Regions from separate parts of the Callithrix jacchus genome. Here region 1 is linked to region 2. A link is a contact called in public Hi-C data. All regions are on one chromosome and are shown on one strand. Each heading gives the region's core, a stretch centred on a gene start, on an enhancer-like site or on the middle of the called end of the contact. The rest is flanking DNA. Distances are from core to core; before and after follow the strand shown.

Evidence for each region. A called contact is a pair of places that touch in the nucleus more often than the background predicts.
Region 1: a Hi-C map of induced pluripotent stem cells shows a contact between it and region 2, with 5 times the contacts expected there. The contact joins the enhancer-like site here to the promoter of KRT28 in region 2. A contact is called at or near these places in 2 of 3 Hi-C or Micro-C datasets (induced pluripotent stem cells and skeletal muscle).

Annotation. Positions count from the first base shown.
Region 1 is chr5:92,651,668-92,658,038 of calJac240_pri, forward strand. No RefSeq gene overlaps it. Among named protein-coding and RNA genes, the nearest start is that of SMARCE1, 40 kb to the left of the region's middle. Within about 2 kb of position 3,539, at least 4 of the 16 cell types and tissues checked have an H3K27ac peak or open chromatin away from gene starts, as enhancers often do.
Region 2 is chr5:92,488,912-92,495,984 of calJac240_pri, forward strand. It overlaps KRT28 (keratin 28), which reads left to right and starts at 4,525. Exons shown (of 8, transcript XM_002748572.6): 1 at 4,525-5,038; 2 at 5,479-5,561; 3 at 6,089-6,245. The coding sequence starts at 4,589.

The DNA.
Region 1 (6,371 bases), core at 2,289-4,788, 160 kb after region 2:
CCTTTCATCTGCTAGGGGAGGTGTCTATACACGTGGCAAGTGTCCAGTGGGCAAGTGCTCCATGAATGAAAGGCCTTACACAGATGTGCCGTGGAAATGCCCTTACAGTGCTGATAGGCGGGAGCTCCTTGCCACAGGGACCTAAACACAGCAGGAGTCATTTGGCAGGGGTCAGGCCAAGGGCTGGGCTGAGGGGCAGGACATGAAGATGAGTTGGGTCTAACCTTGTTCCATGGGTCCACCCCCTCTCTGCCAGGGCACCAGGGCAGAGCCCAGAAAACACAAACAAAATCTTGGTTTGAAAGGTAAAAGAAATAATTAAATTTTCAGCTGCAGGAAGTTGGCTGAGTAAATTATGCTCCTAAAGGCATTTTGTGCTTTAAAGATGATAAGAAAGATTCTGTAGCCACGTGGGACCATGCATATGCTACCACACTAGGGTTCTTCAAAAAGCAAATGTACATTAGGATCACAAAATTAAATACGCAATCAGATGAAGACTGGATGGGAAAACAAACTGGATCCAGTGTGTTCAGTGTTAAGATTATGGACGATCTTTTATTCTTCTCTTTTCAAAACTGGGTTTACTACAATTAAGTCATTTTTATAATAAAGAAGGATAAACATCCTCAATGGTATAAAGGTCATATGTACAAAATTCTAATTAAAAAATACAGTTTTAAAAAATAACTACTCCATAAATTAAACCTGTTACAAAAGGAAAATAGAACAGCCCTTAATTATATGCTACTATGTACCCATAAGACAATTTTTTTTTTTTTTTTTTTTGAGACAGAGTCTCTGTCACCAGGCTGGAGTGCTATGGCACAATCTCGGCTCCCGAAACCTCCACCTCCCAGATTCAAGCGATTCTCCTGCCTCAGTCTCCCGAGTATCTGGGATTACAGACATGCACCACTATGCCCCACTAATCTTTGTATTTTTTAGTAGAGAGCGTGTTTTGCCATGTTGGCCAGGCTGGTCTCAAAGTCCCGGCCTCAAGTGATCCACCTACCTCAGCCTCCCATAGTGCTGGGATTATAGGAATGAACCACCACACCCAGAAAAAAAAAATTATTTTAAGTTATCCAAGAAGGAAAAAAAAAAAAAGCTACACAAGGGAATTAATTATCCTTTCAACTCATGGGGCATAATTATTTTGTCCATCTTCCCACCCTACTGGTGCCAGAGGTGGCATGGAACACCCAGGCCAGAAGGGAATCCACCACCCAAATCGTGCCAGATTAGCTGAGCTGCCTCCAGGCAGGCTGGGAAAGGTAATCAGAGGCTGCTGTCCTTCCAAGAGATAATCTTTGAAGGATAAAATATCCAGGCTGCCATCCAAGTAAAGAGATGGAGACGGATACCCTAGCACTGCCAGGCAAGCAGCAGCGTCTCACAGCACAGGTTGTGCCCAATGACTGAGGAGGGAGAGCAGCTGCAGGGCAGATTCTCAGCTGCAGAGGGCCCAACTCTCAGGATCAGAGACAGGTCCCAGGCTACCTCATAGCCCCTCACACCACCGGCCCCAGTGACCCCCCACTCCTTGGTATTTTGCAAAAGGCTTGAGATGTTAAAAATGTTAAAGACAGAACACTTCCTGCTTGTCCAGTTTCAAACCTCTACAGATGTCAGTGAAATAACAACGCATTAAGTTCCCCACCCAGGGCCCATCCCAGCACCTAAGGCTTCTCCCCAGGGATGACTGGGTCTTGGTTGAGGAGAAGGAAGTAGGTATTGACTTGCAGGAAATTTGAATAGTTGTTAAATCAACTCTGTCCATTTGGAAACACGGTTCTTCGGTCAGAGGTCGCTGCTCCCGGAGGTGGTCCCATCCCTCACTCTTTATGGCTCACCCTACTTTGCACCCCCAGAATGAAAGAGCTGGAATACATCCGTGTAGAATTCTTCCGGCCTCACCCTAAAAACCAACCCTCTCCCGAGCTGGTAAACTGGGTAGATTTCTAAACTGCCGGAAATTACCGAGATTTCTACGCCCTTCCTCCCGCCTAAACCAGCAAACTGGTCTGTCATTCCCCGGTGCCCTGGCTAGGTGCCCCCTGAGCCCACAGTTCTGAAAGAGCTGAAATCTGATCCTGAAGAGATAGCTCTTTCAGATTCCTGGGAGGAATCTTCTATGGACGCTCCTTCCAGCTCTCTTCTCAGCCTCTTCTTGGAAAGCAAATGGCCTCTTCTCCAGGAAAGTAAATGGTAGACAGAGGCCATGCTCTGAGATCCAGTGATAGATCTTTTCCTTGTGTTCATGCAGTTTTTACTGATGGCTTAATGAAGAGCCAAGTGATGGGGGAAACTCAGAGGTGAAGGAGACCTGGGTTCAGCCCCAAGGAGTTAGATTCTTGGAGAGAGAAGAAAGAAATGAACTGAAAATCTCTGGCAGGTGTTGTCATGTGCAGGGTCCTCTGAGCCAGAGGAGCTCAGAGAAGGAAGATGGGCACTTCTAAGGGAAGGCCTCATGGAAGCACAGCACCTGAGCAGCCAGAAAAGGACAGTGGAGGTGGAAAGAAGGGCATTTCATGAGGGAGTGAAGGCTCTGTGGGTTACAGCGGAGATGGGAAGGAGCAGAGATCAACCAGAAGGACAGGAGGGGCTGGCCGGCGCAGCGTGGGAGACTCGCAGGGCTCTGATCCCCAGCCCAGACTGAATCTAGGATTAACTCACCACACTTGTCTCGGAGGCATAAGAATGAGCCTGGGAGTTCCTGAAAGGGAAAGGCGCCCTGTGTACCCAGGTCCCACAGCGGCTGACCCTCAGCCCTGCTGGCCCGCCAAATGGCCCTGTGCTTGATCTCTGCCAAACAAAGTGAAGGCTGCCCCTTCTCTCCTGGCTTGCTGATCACCAGCTTCTCCTCCAGCCCCAGTTTCCCAGTGCCCAGCCAAAACCCCCAGGAGTCAGGAGAGGGCCACCTAATCTCCCCTTCCCAGCAAGTCCCTGTCTGTTCTCAGTTCAAGTCGGCCACACTCCCGCCTTTCCCAAAGGGCAATGGGAACAAGGACCTGAATTCCTGGGACCATCTCAATTTCAAATACACTGGCCCCCCAGGACCTTGGGCCTTCACACTTGCCCGATCGTGTTTTGCTGATTTTTAGTGTGGAGCATGCGGTCGCCAGAGCAGCGGGCCCTGGACTGGGAGACTCTGCCCTGGGACTGGGCATCAGGGCTCCACACAATGGTGAGGCTGCCATGGTGCCGCCTAGCACTCCCTCCCCTTCCCTCCCCACCACCCCTCCATTCCATCCTCACACTGTGTTTGTGCCAATGTCTGTCTGCATCAGAACTGCCTCCTCTTGGAGAACAAGAGTGCCATCACATTTGCCTCCAGATTCTCCCTGCTTTCCACCGGCCAGTTGCCTATCTTGAGCTGTCAATGAAATCTGCTAAACAACAAGAAAAGTTGGAAACATGCCTGCTGGACTCTGCGGAAAACACCCCTGTCCTGGCAGTGGACACTGAAGCTGGGAGCTCTCAGTTAGGAGGGCCTGGGTCTTGGAATGGGAGATCCCCAATAGCCAAGAGGGTCCTGTGGTTGGGAGAGATCAGCGGATGCTGAGTCAGTGCTGAGAAGTTCAGCTCCTCCGCCTTCTGTGGCCGAAGGGCTCCACCCAGAGGACAGTCAGCTTGATCCCGGTTCACCCAGACCATTCTCCACCGGGTGTAGAGGAGCCTCTGCCCAGCTTTCCTGATGAAACTCAGAAACCCCCAGTGCCTCTTCAGAATGACTCTGCAAAATTCCTCCTCCTTCCAGAAAAGCCAGTCCCCAGCCTGTGCCTCCAGCCCCAGGAATACCCCCCCCCCTCTGTAAATGAGAGTGGAATTGGAGCAGCTCAGAATTCTGCCTCCCACCTGGGCGAGCTCTGAGAACCAAATGAGGCCGGCTGTGGATGGGAACGAGCTACAGAAAAGTACACAGCGCTGCTCACAGCCTAGGGGGTTTTTGGTTGTTGTTTGCAAGGCAAGAGGTGCTTTAAGAAAATTCTCCCCCCCTGTTTTCACTTCCTCTTCTGTCTCTTAACCCTTGGAAGGGGAAAATCCTACAAAGATTAGCAGCTGATGTGTGAAAGAATCAAAACAATGTTCTTCTAGTTGCATTTTAACAGTATTTTCTGGCAGCCACCACAGGACTGGGTTCTGATGTTCCCAGCTTAAGGGCCAGAAAGAATCACTGGATCAAAATGAAGTGTGCAGTTGGAAGAGACCTCAAAGGCCCTGCAGTCCAATGCACCAACACACTGCCCTGTTAAAGTGTGTCAAAGGGCACCGTGGAGCATGGCTCCCGACAGGTGAAGGGTGAGCACCACCACATTGGAGCCCTCTTGAGGACACTGGCTCCGGGTTATACTGAAACACATGGCCTGTAGCAGGGCCCGGGTTGTATCTCAGTGGTGCAGAAAACCCAGGGATGCCCTCATCCTGCCCAGCCCTGTTGTGATTCCTCCTCTCACAGTAAGTTCCCAGGGGAGCCAGGCCAAGGAGCTCATAAGAGGAAATGGTAGTCAAAGGCCTGCAGTTCCCAGCTGCACCCACACCAGGGCAGTCACTGAGCTCTGGGAACTGTTCCTAGACTAACTGGCATTCATCATAACGAATATTTGTGCTGCACATGGTGGAAGGCCCTGGGGTGAGAGAAACTGGGAGCAACTAGTAAGAGAGAAGGACATGTTCAGAGGATCTGGAAAGTGGGGAAATGAGGTGCAAAGAGTGTGGCTGAAAGGTGGCCCCAGCACGCCTCTGAGGGACACCAAGCCGTGACACACGCTAACACTCTGCTCCAGTGCTGCCTCACACCTCCCCAGCCTGACAAAAGCCTGCCCTGCTATCAGGACACAGCACAAATGTGCCTTCCTCTGCAAAGCCTTTCCCATCATCTCCACTTCCAGATAGAGACAGGTGCTCCCCTGTCTGTGGCTTAGACCGTCTGTGTCTTCTACCAAAGAATGTCTTCCCAGCCTGAGTCACCAGTGTCCCCCAGAGCCTGGCTCATGACGAGTATTGAAGAAATATTTTTTCCTTAATGAATTAATTTTTTAACAATAGGGTCTCACTCTGTTGCCCAGGCTGGAATGCAGTGGCACAATCATAGCTCACTGTAGCCTCAAACTCCTGGGCTCAAGCGATCCTCCCACCTCAGCCTCCCACGTAGCTAGGACTACAGGTGCACTGCCACATCTGGATTTTTTTAAAAATTTTTGTAGAGACAGGGTCTCGCTATATCACCCAGGCTGGTCTTGAACTCCTGGCCTCAAGGGATCCTCCTGCCTCAGCCTCCCAAAGTGCTGAGACTACAGGTGTGAGCCACCACACCTGTCCTGAAGAAATATTTGTTGGCTTTCATCTTTGTGCCCCCAGAGATTAATATAATATGTTACAGAAAAGGGGCTGGGCAAATATTCCATGAATGAATGAAGAAAGGAATACCAAATGGCTATAGGGCTCACATACGGCCAGCCCTAAGGCCAGGTGCCCTGTCTCCCACTGCTTATGTTTCCCACAGAGCTTCACAGAGAAGCAACCACTTCACTAGAAAGACCAACTCAACTCAACACTGAGAGTCACTCATACAAGATTTTTTTTCTTTAATCATCCAGCCCAAAATGTCATCATACAATAAATATTTACTGAGCTCCTACAATGCACCAGGCTGTGTTCTAAGTGCTGGGGACACATCAATGTACAAAACACAAAGCCCCCTGCCTTACGGAGTTTCCGTTCAGTGGAGAATGAGGCGGACTGTGTCTGTTGTGACATGCACACTTGTTCTTTCTGCCCACACCTTCCCCCTCCCCTCCAGGACCCGCTAGTGATCCTGCCTCCTTCCAAGAGAAACTGCACCTTGATTTCCCCTTCCCAGCAAGTGCCCTGTCTGTTCTCAGTTCTGCCTTTCCCCAGAGGGAAGTGGGAACAGGGACCTGAATTCCTGGTCTCATTGCCCTTTGGGCATCTCAGTTTCAGATACACTGGCCCCTCAGCGCCTTGGGCCTTCACATTTGCCCAGTCGTGTGTTGCTGACTTTTAGTGCAGAGCACGTGGTCACCAGAGCAGAGGGTCCTGGGCTGGGATACTCTGCCCTGGGACAGTGTCTTCCAGAGGGACAAGGGATGAGTGAGTAGCGAAGGGTAACTAGAAGAGGGAAATGGGGTCATTGGTGTCATCAGTGGCGGATTCAGGGGAGGTGCTACTTTTGCTTCCTGGTCCTCAGATCTCACTCTGCATCCGCTGACAGTATCTTCTGCCTTTGGGTGGAACTGGCCCTCCTGTTTTAATTTAAGTGAATTAAATAGAATTGGCTTTCATAATTGGATAACGCAGAAATGTCCTAACAGTCACCTCGCCCCGGGCAGCTTGCCAGCTCTGGG
Region 2 (7,073 bases), core at 3,275-5,774:
CTCCCCTTCCTCTCATTTTCTCCCACATCTTTTCCTCTCACCTCGTCTCCATCCGCCTTCTTCTGCTCTATCTCCCCTTCTTCTCCCACTGCCACACACCTCCTATAAGGACTCCAAGACAGAATCTGTGTTCTCTAGATCCCCAATGCCCCACCTAGTTTTGTGCCACTTAATTCTTATGCTAAGACTCCTCTTTTGAGGCTAATGCCATCCAATGGCCCCTCACCACACAATCCCCTCTCCCTCATCATCCAAAAACCTTGACAGTGGCTCACAGTCCGCTTCCTTCCCATCTCCTGCCATCATGAGAAACTTCATGCCTTTCTAGATGGTCCATTTAACCTCATAGACGGATAGTTCCTGACCTCCCACACCCTTGCCCTTCAAGTCCAATCCACTTCTGACTTCTTGTTCCAGTGACTGTGGGTCCAGTCCCATGGCTGTTTTCTGGACTTCGGAGATGCCTGAAGTTATGTCTATTTTAAAATTCTAAATTCTGGTTTCCACTCTCCTACTTTAGCCTGTCATCCTTCACCTTTATCAATCTCCTTCTCACACTCCATCTGCTTCGTGACCTCATAAAGATGCCCAGTGGCTCACTCTCTGCCTTTTTCCTTGGTCCATCTGTCCCTCTGGTTTTACTTTCTTCTTCCTATATGATCATACAGTCAATGGCCTCAACCATTTTCTTTTTAAAAAACAAAAAAACAACAACAAAAAAAAACAAGGAAATAAATGCCTGATGTGAAAACAAGAGGGTGTGAGGATCAGGTTCCTTGAACTCACATACTTTTTGTCTTTTTTTTTTTTTGAAAGAAAGAAAGAAAAAGAGAAAAAGGGAGAGAGAACAGGAGTCTTGCTCTATTGCCCAGGCTGGAATGCAATCTGAAAATAGGTATTAAAAACCTCTTTTATGCCGATAATTGTGCTTAACAGCAGAGACAGGAAGGAATAAGGGAAGAAAATAACAAACAGCCAACCAATATTTCATTTAAGTCTGTGAAATGCTATACAAATGCTGAAGAGTGATTTACTTCCAATTGTGTGGTCACTTTCAAAATAGGTGTAATGTGATACTGAGAAAAATGTATGTTCTGTAGACCTGGGGTGAAGAATTATATAAATATTCACTGCGTTTACTTGTTCCAGGTCTGAGTTCAAATCATAGATGTTCCTGTTAATATTCTATCTCGTTGATCCGTCGAATATTAACAATGTGATGTCAAAGTCTCCCGCTATTATTGTGCGGGAGTCCAAGTCTCTTTATAAGTCATTAAGAACTTGTCTTATGTATCTGGGTGCTCCTGTATTGGGTGCATATATATTTATGATCATTGACTCCTGTTGTTGCATTGATCCTTCTACCATTATGTAATGTCCTTCTTTGTTTCTTTTAGACTTTGTTACTATTAAAGTCTATTTTGTCAGAAACAAAAGTTACAACTCCTGTTTTTGTTTTTGTTTTGTTTTTTCCTCTCCATTTAATTGGTAAGTCTTCCACCAACCCTTTGTTTTGAGTCTTTGTATGTCCTGGCTTATGAGATGGATCTGGATACAGCGAACCGATGGGTTTTGAGTTTTTATTCAATTTGCCTGTCTGTGTCTTTGATTGGGGCATTTAATCCATTTACGTTTAGGATTAATATTGATATTTGTGAGTTTAATATTGTCATTTAATGCTCTCTGGCTATTTTGCCCATTAGTTGATATAGATTCTTTATTATGGAGATACTCTTTACCTTTTGGGAAGTTTTTGGGATAACTGATACTGGTTGTTCCCAGTGTATAATGCTTCTTTCAGAAGCTCTTGTAAAGCAGGCCTGGTGGTGATGAAATCTCTGAGTGCTTGCTTGTTCGTGAAAGATTTTATTTTTCCTTCATTTATGAAGCTTAATTTGGCTGGATATGAGATTCTGGGTTGAAAATTCTTTTCTTTGAGGATATTGAATATTGACCCCCACTCTCTTCTTGTTTGTAGGGTTTCAGCTGAGAGATCTGCTGTCAATCTGATAGGCTTCCCTTTATGGATAACCTGACCTTTCTCTCTAGCTGCTCTTAGAATTTTCTCCTTTATTTCAACCCTGGTGAATCTAATGATTATGTGTCTTGGGGTTGCTCTTCTTGAGGAATATCTTTGTGGTGTTCTCTGTATTACCTGAAGTTGAATATTGCCCTGCCTTACTAGGTTAGGAAAGTTTTCCTGAATAATATCCTGAAGAATATTTTCCAGCTTGGATTCATTCTCCTCATGAGATTCAGGTACACCTATCAAACATAAATTAGGTCTTTTCACATAGTCCCATATTTCTTGGAGACTTTGCTCATTCCTTTTTACTCTTTCTTTTCTAATCTTGTCTTCTTGTTTCATTTCATTAAGTTGGTCTTCAACCTCTGATATCCTTTCTTCTGCTTGACCAATTCAACTGTTAAAACCTGTGCATACTTCGCAGCATTCTCGTATTGTATTCTTCAGTTCCATTAATTCACTTATATTCCTCTCTAAATTGTCTATTCTCATTAGGATTTCGTCAAACCTTTTTTCAAGGTTCTTAGTTTCTTTACGTTGGGCTAGAACATGTTCCTTTAACTCACAGAAGTTTCTTCTTATCCACCTTCTGAAGCCTAATTATTGGAACACACTCATTCTCCATCAGGCTTTGTTCCCTTGTTGATGATAAACTGTGATCCCCTGTAGAGGAAGAGGCGTTCTGATTTTGAGTATTCTCATCCTTTTTACGCTGGTTACTTCCCATCATTGTAAGTTTATCCACCTGTCATCTTTGCAATTACCGACTTTCAAATTAGGTCTCTGAGTGGACATCCAACTTGTTGATTCCCAGCGCCAGAATCTGAGCAACCCACTGCACCAGCTAAAATAGTGGCGTTAAGATTCGTGGTGCTTTTCCGCCCAGGAATCTCCAGTCTGGTTTCCTTCTTGAGTCCCTTTATCAATCAGCTGAACAGGTGACTCTGCCTTCCCAGAGCTCCAAACATCAACCCAAAGGGGACTCAGTCCCATTTACTCTGCACCAAGAACCGACACACTGAGGCACCGGCAAAACCACCGTGCCAGCCACTAGAGTCACACTGGCGACCCATGTGGCTCCTCTACTGGGAATCTCCTGATCTGTGGGCAACAGAAATTTGTCTGAAAGTGTGGCATCCTCTTGTTCTCTGCACTTTCACTGGGAGCTACAATCCTGAGCTGCTGGTAATCAGCCATCTTGGATCTCTCTCCAGCCTCAACCATTTTCTCAAGAGCACCAGAAACATCTCTGCCACTGTTTCCTTCTTCTGAACCTGTCTTCAAATCCCAAAACCCACATCAGCCGGATCATCATCCTTTCTATTCCTGAACCAGGATTACTTCCAAATACTCAGTTGAACAAATGAGAGCTGGACCCTCCAATTTTCCTTTGCTCATTGCTAGTCAAGAGTTTTTCCCATTCAGTGTACGTATTCTAAACAGTCATTTTTTCCATCAGTCACCTTCATCTGGAACATTCTAGCAACCCCTCAAATCCAGTTGGTCCAAAATTAAACTTAGTGTCTTTCTCCTCCGATATTCCCCATCTCAGTGAATATTATGAGTTCCCAGAATCCAAAATTAATTACCTAAGAGTCATCCCCAATTCTCCCTTATTCCTGACTCCCCAAACTCGTCATATTACCATATGCTCTCAAAACCACTGCATCCCCACTGCCCTCATCCTTCTCACCTGGACCATTGCTCCAACCTTGTAATTGACCACCTTGTTTCATTTCAACCTGATTATGTTGCCCTCTGCTTTTTACTTAGGATTAATTACAAACTCTTTAAATTAGCACAGAAGGCTAATCATAATCCAGCCCTTACCTGGACCTGACAATAGATTTCTTAAAGACTGTAATCATGCCTTTTTCATTTCTGCATTTAGTTAACACTATATCTTTCATTTTAGCACTTAGCATAGAGCACCAGACATAGTAACCATGCTATTTTAAATAAAATAATGGGTCAACATTTGTGTCATTGTCCAAGATCATAAATAGATGTTACAATCATGGTAAGAACAGAGACATCAGTAGTCCATGTTTTCTAAACAACACATTTTTTTTGTTCTGGTGGGATAAAATATCTGTTTCTGTAGTTAGCAATACTTTACACCCCTCAGTGGTAATTGAGACCCTACTGTACCTCACAGACCTCTATCATAATCTTACTTAACTTTATAAAAAATTTGATAATACCTGGCGCCAGATAATGATGGTATATGCCTAGGGTCTAGATGAAAGTAAAGGATTACTCACTCAAAAGTAGAAGTTACATTAGTAAACTTAATATAGAACAAACCCTATTATGTTTAAGATAACAAATAGCCCAAAGCAATAACTAGGGATGTTAGACATTAATTATTTTTTAAATCACCCAATTACACGTAATTTTATGCTAATCTAAATGATGCCACTTTTCTTTTGGCATATGTAACAAATAGGAATGCCCCAATAATTGTATATAAAAGCCCAAGGAAATCACCAATGCATGATATTCTGTTCCCCTGGGACGTTGCAGTTACACATAGACAAGGTGAAGATTTCTCAAAACACCATGTCTCTCCGATTTTCTAATGGATCCCGACATGTTTGCTTAAGGTCTGGAGCTGGCTCTGTCAGACCACCCAATGGAGGTGCAGGCTTTGCAGGCAGCAGTGCATGTGGCAGTTCTGTTGCTGGAAGTGAATTTTCCTGTGCCTTGGGAGGGGGCTTGGGCAGTGTTCCCGGTGGCAGCCATGCTGGTGGTGCCTTTGGAAATGCTGCTTGTGTTGGCTTTGCTGGAAGTGAAGGGGGACTCCTCTCTGGAAATGAGAAGGTGACCATGCAAAACCTTAATGACCGCTTGGCATCCTACCTGGATAACGTGCGAGCTCTGGAGGAGGCAAATGCTGAATTAGAGAGAAAAATCAAGGGCTGGTATGAAAAATATGGACCTGGATCTTGCCGTGGACTTGAGCATGACTATAGCAGATACCACCTAACAATTGAGGATCTTAAGAATAAGGTGAGAAATTACAGATTTGGAACTATTCCAGGTATTTAAAACTAAGAAATACCTAGCAAAAGCCATACAATAAGAAATGCTTCATGACTGTTATCTGTAATTTGTATTTATTTATTTAGATAAATAATTCTTCCTATTATCCAAAAATGGACCCTTCATGAATTTTAATGTAGTTAGAGTGTTATTAGTTCCATTGTTTATGTCGAAGTAATCCATAGACATATGAATAAAAAAGTATTGCAGTTCTAAAGTCCGGTGAGTATATGAGAATAAATAAAACCATGATTTAATTTTTAAAAGTTAAATTTTAAACATTTTGATTATCACAAAAGGAAGAGAGATTTTACTCAAAAACTTGAGTGACATTTTTCATTTCCTAAAGAAATGACTTAAATAAAAGCATACTTACGTGTTGTGTTCTCTGTTTTGGTTTATTCTAGATTATCTCCTCCACTACTGCTAATGCTAATGTCATTCTGCAGATTGATAATGCCAGACTGGCTGCTGATGATTTCAGGCTCAAGTAAGTGGCAAAAAACAATCACTAGAAAAAAATTTCTGTCTATTCAATTTGTTAAATAAAATTTCACTTTCCTCCCAAGTAGAATGAACTATAACCTAAAAGATTAAGGGAAGTAAAGAATTTATATTATTACAATCAACCACACTCACAACTTTAACACACTTATTATAACCCTGGGAAAAATGTCAATGTATTTCTCTGCCTGCCTAGAATACTGCCAACCACGAAGCAGATGCTCAGTAAATCATTAGTCAACTAAGGAAAACTGTTAACTAAAATAACATTCCAAAAATGGTGTATTTTTATTTAATTGGGTCATGTCATTGGAATTTGTGTGATTAAATAACTGCCGATTACCCTGTTCAGAATTAGGTGGGGGTAATGGAAGAGGGCTTTCTTTGTATATTTTTACACTATTTAGAGTCCTAATTCAATTTCTGATTTTCAGTTTAAATCAATTGGGATTGAATTTTCTGTTTCTTGAGGTAGTCTTACTGGCACTGAAATTCACTTAAATGCCCCCCAAGGTATGAAAATGAGCTCACACTTCACCAAAATGTAGAGGCCGACATCAATGGATTGCGGCGGGTCCTGGATGAGCTGACACTCTGCAAGACTGACCAGGAGCTGCAATATGAGTCCCTGAGTGAGGAGATGACGTATCTCAAGAAGAACCATGAAGAGGTAGGAGAGGCTTTACTTATAGTCCAATCGCAATTCTGAAAATTTTAAATACTGGGTGCAGGTCTGGAGTTAAAATTACAATAGTAATTCATGTTCACTGTAATTTATTCACGCCAAGGGATAGAAAGACAATTTCATTTTTCCCACTCTGCCCTTACACTCCCATCCCCCAAGGTAATAAATATTAACAATTTGATCTGTACCCTTCCATTTTTTTATGCTGGTGCAATACTCTATCCATTTAAAAAGAATACATTGCTTTTGCATCTATACAATCAACTTACTTTCCACTACATTATTTCTTTAGTTCATAGAGGCCTCTCTTGAGATCAACCTTCTAACAAAAGACCTCTCAAAACGGGAGAAGATATCAGTGTTTTTCTCCACCGAATGAGTCTGGGTTTACTTTAATGTTGAACCCTGTACAATAATAAACTCATTGTTTCACATATAATATCAAGAAGCTTCGATCCACTGAAAATTAATAAATCAATAAAAGATTGTTCCCTAAGTAACTGCAAAAGGTCTCCATAGCAATGGATGACAAATTTTCAGAAAATGGCTATGACAGGAGTGTCCTATTAGTCACTTGAAAGGCTGAAACACCACATCTACTTATTCCAAGTGAGAAAATTATGGCAAAGGGAAAGAGAAGGAAAACTAGAAAGGAAAAAAAAAAATGAAAAAGAAACGAGGAGCGGGAAGAGTCCCAGAGCAGAGCACTGGAAGTCAGACCACCAGCAAGTGTCAGCAGGAGAGTGAAAGGTACACCAGGCATTGTAGAGCATGACAGCAAGAAAAGAAAGTCCCAGGGAAGGAAGAGAAGAA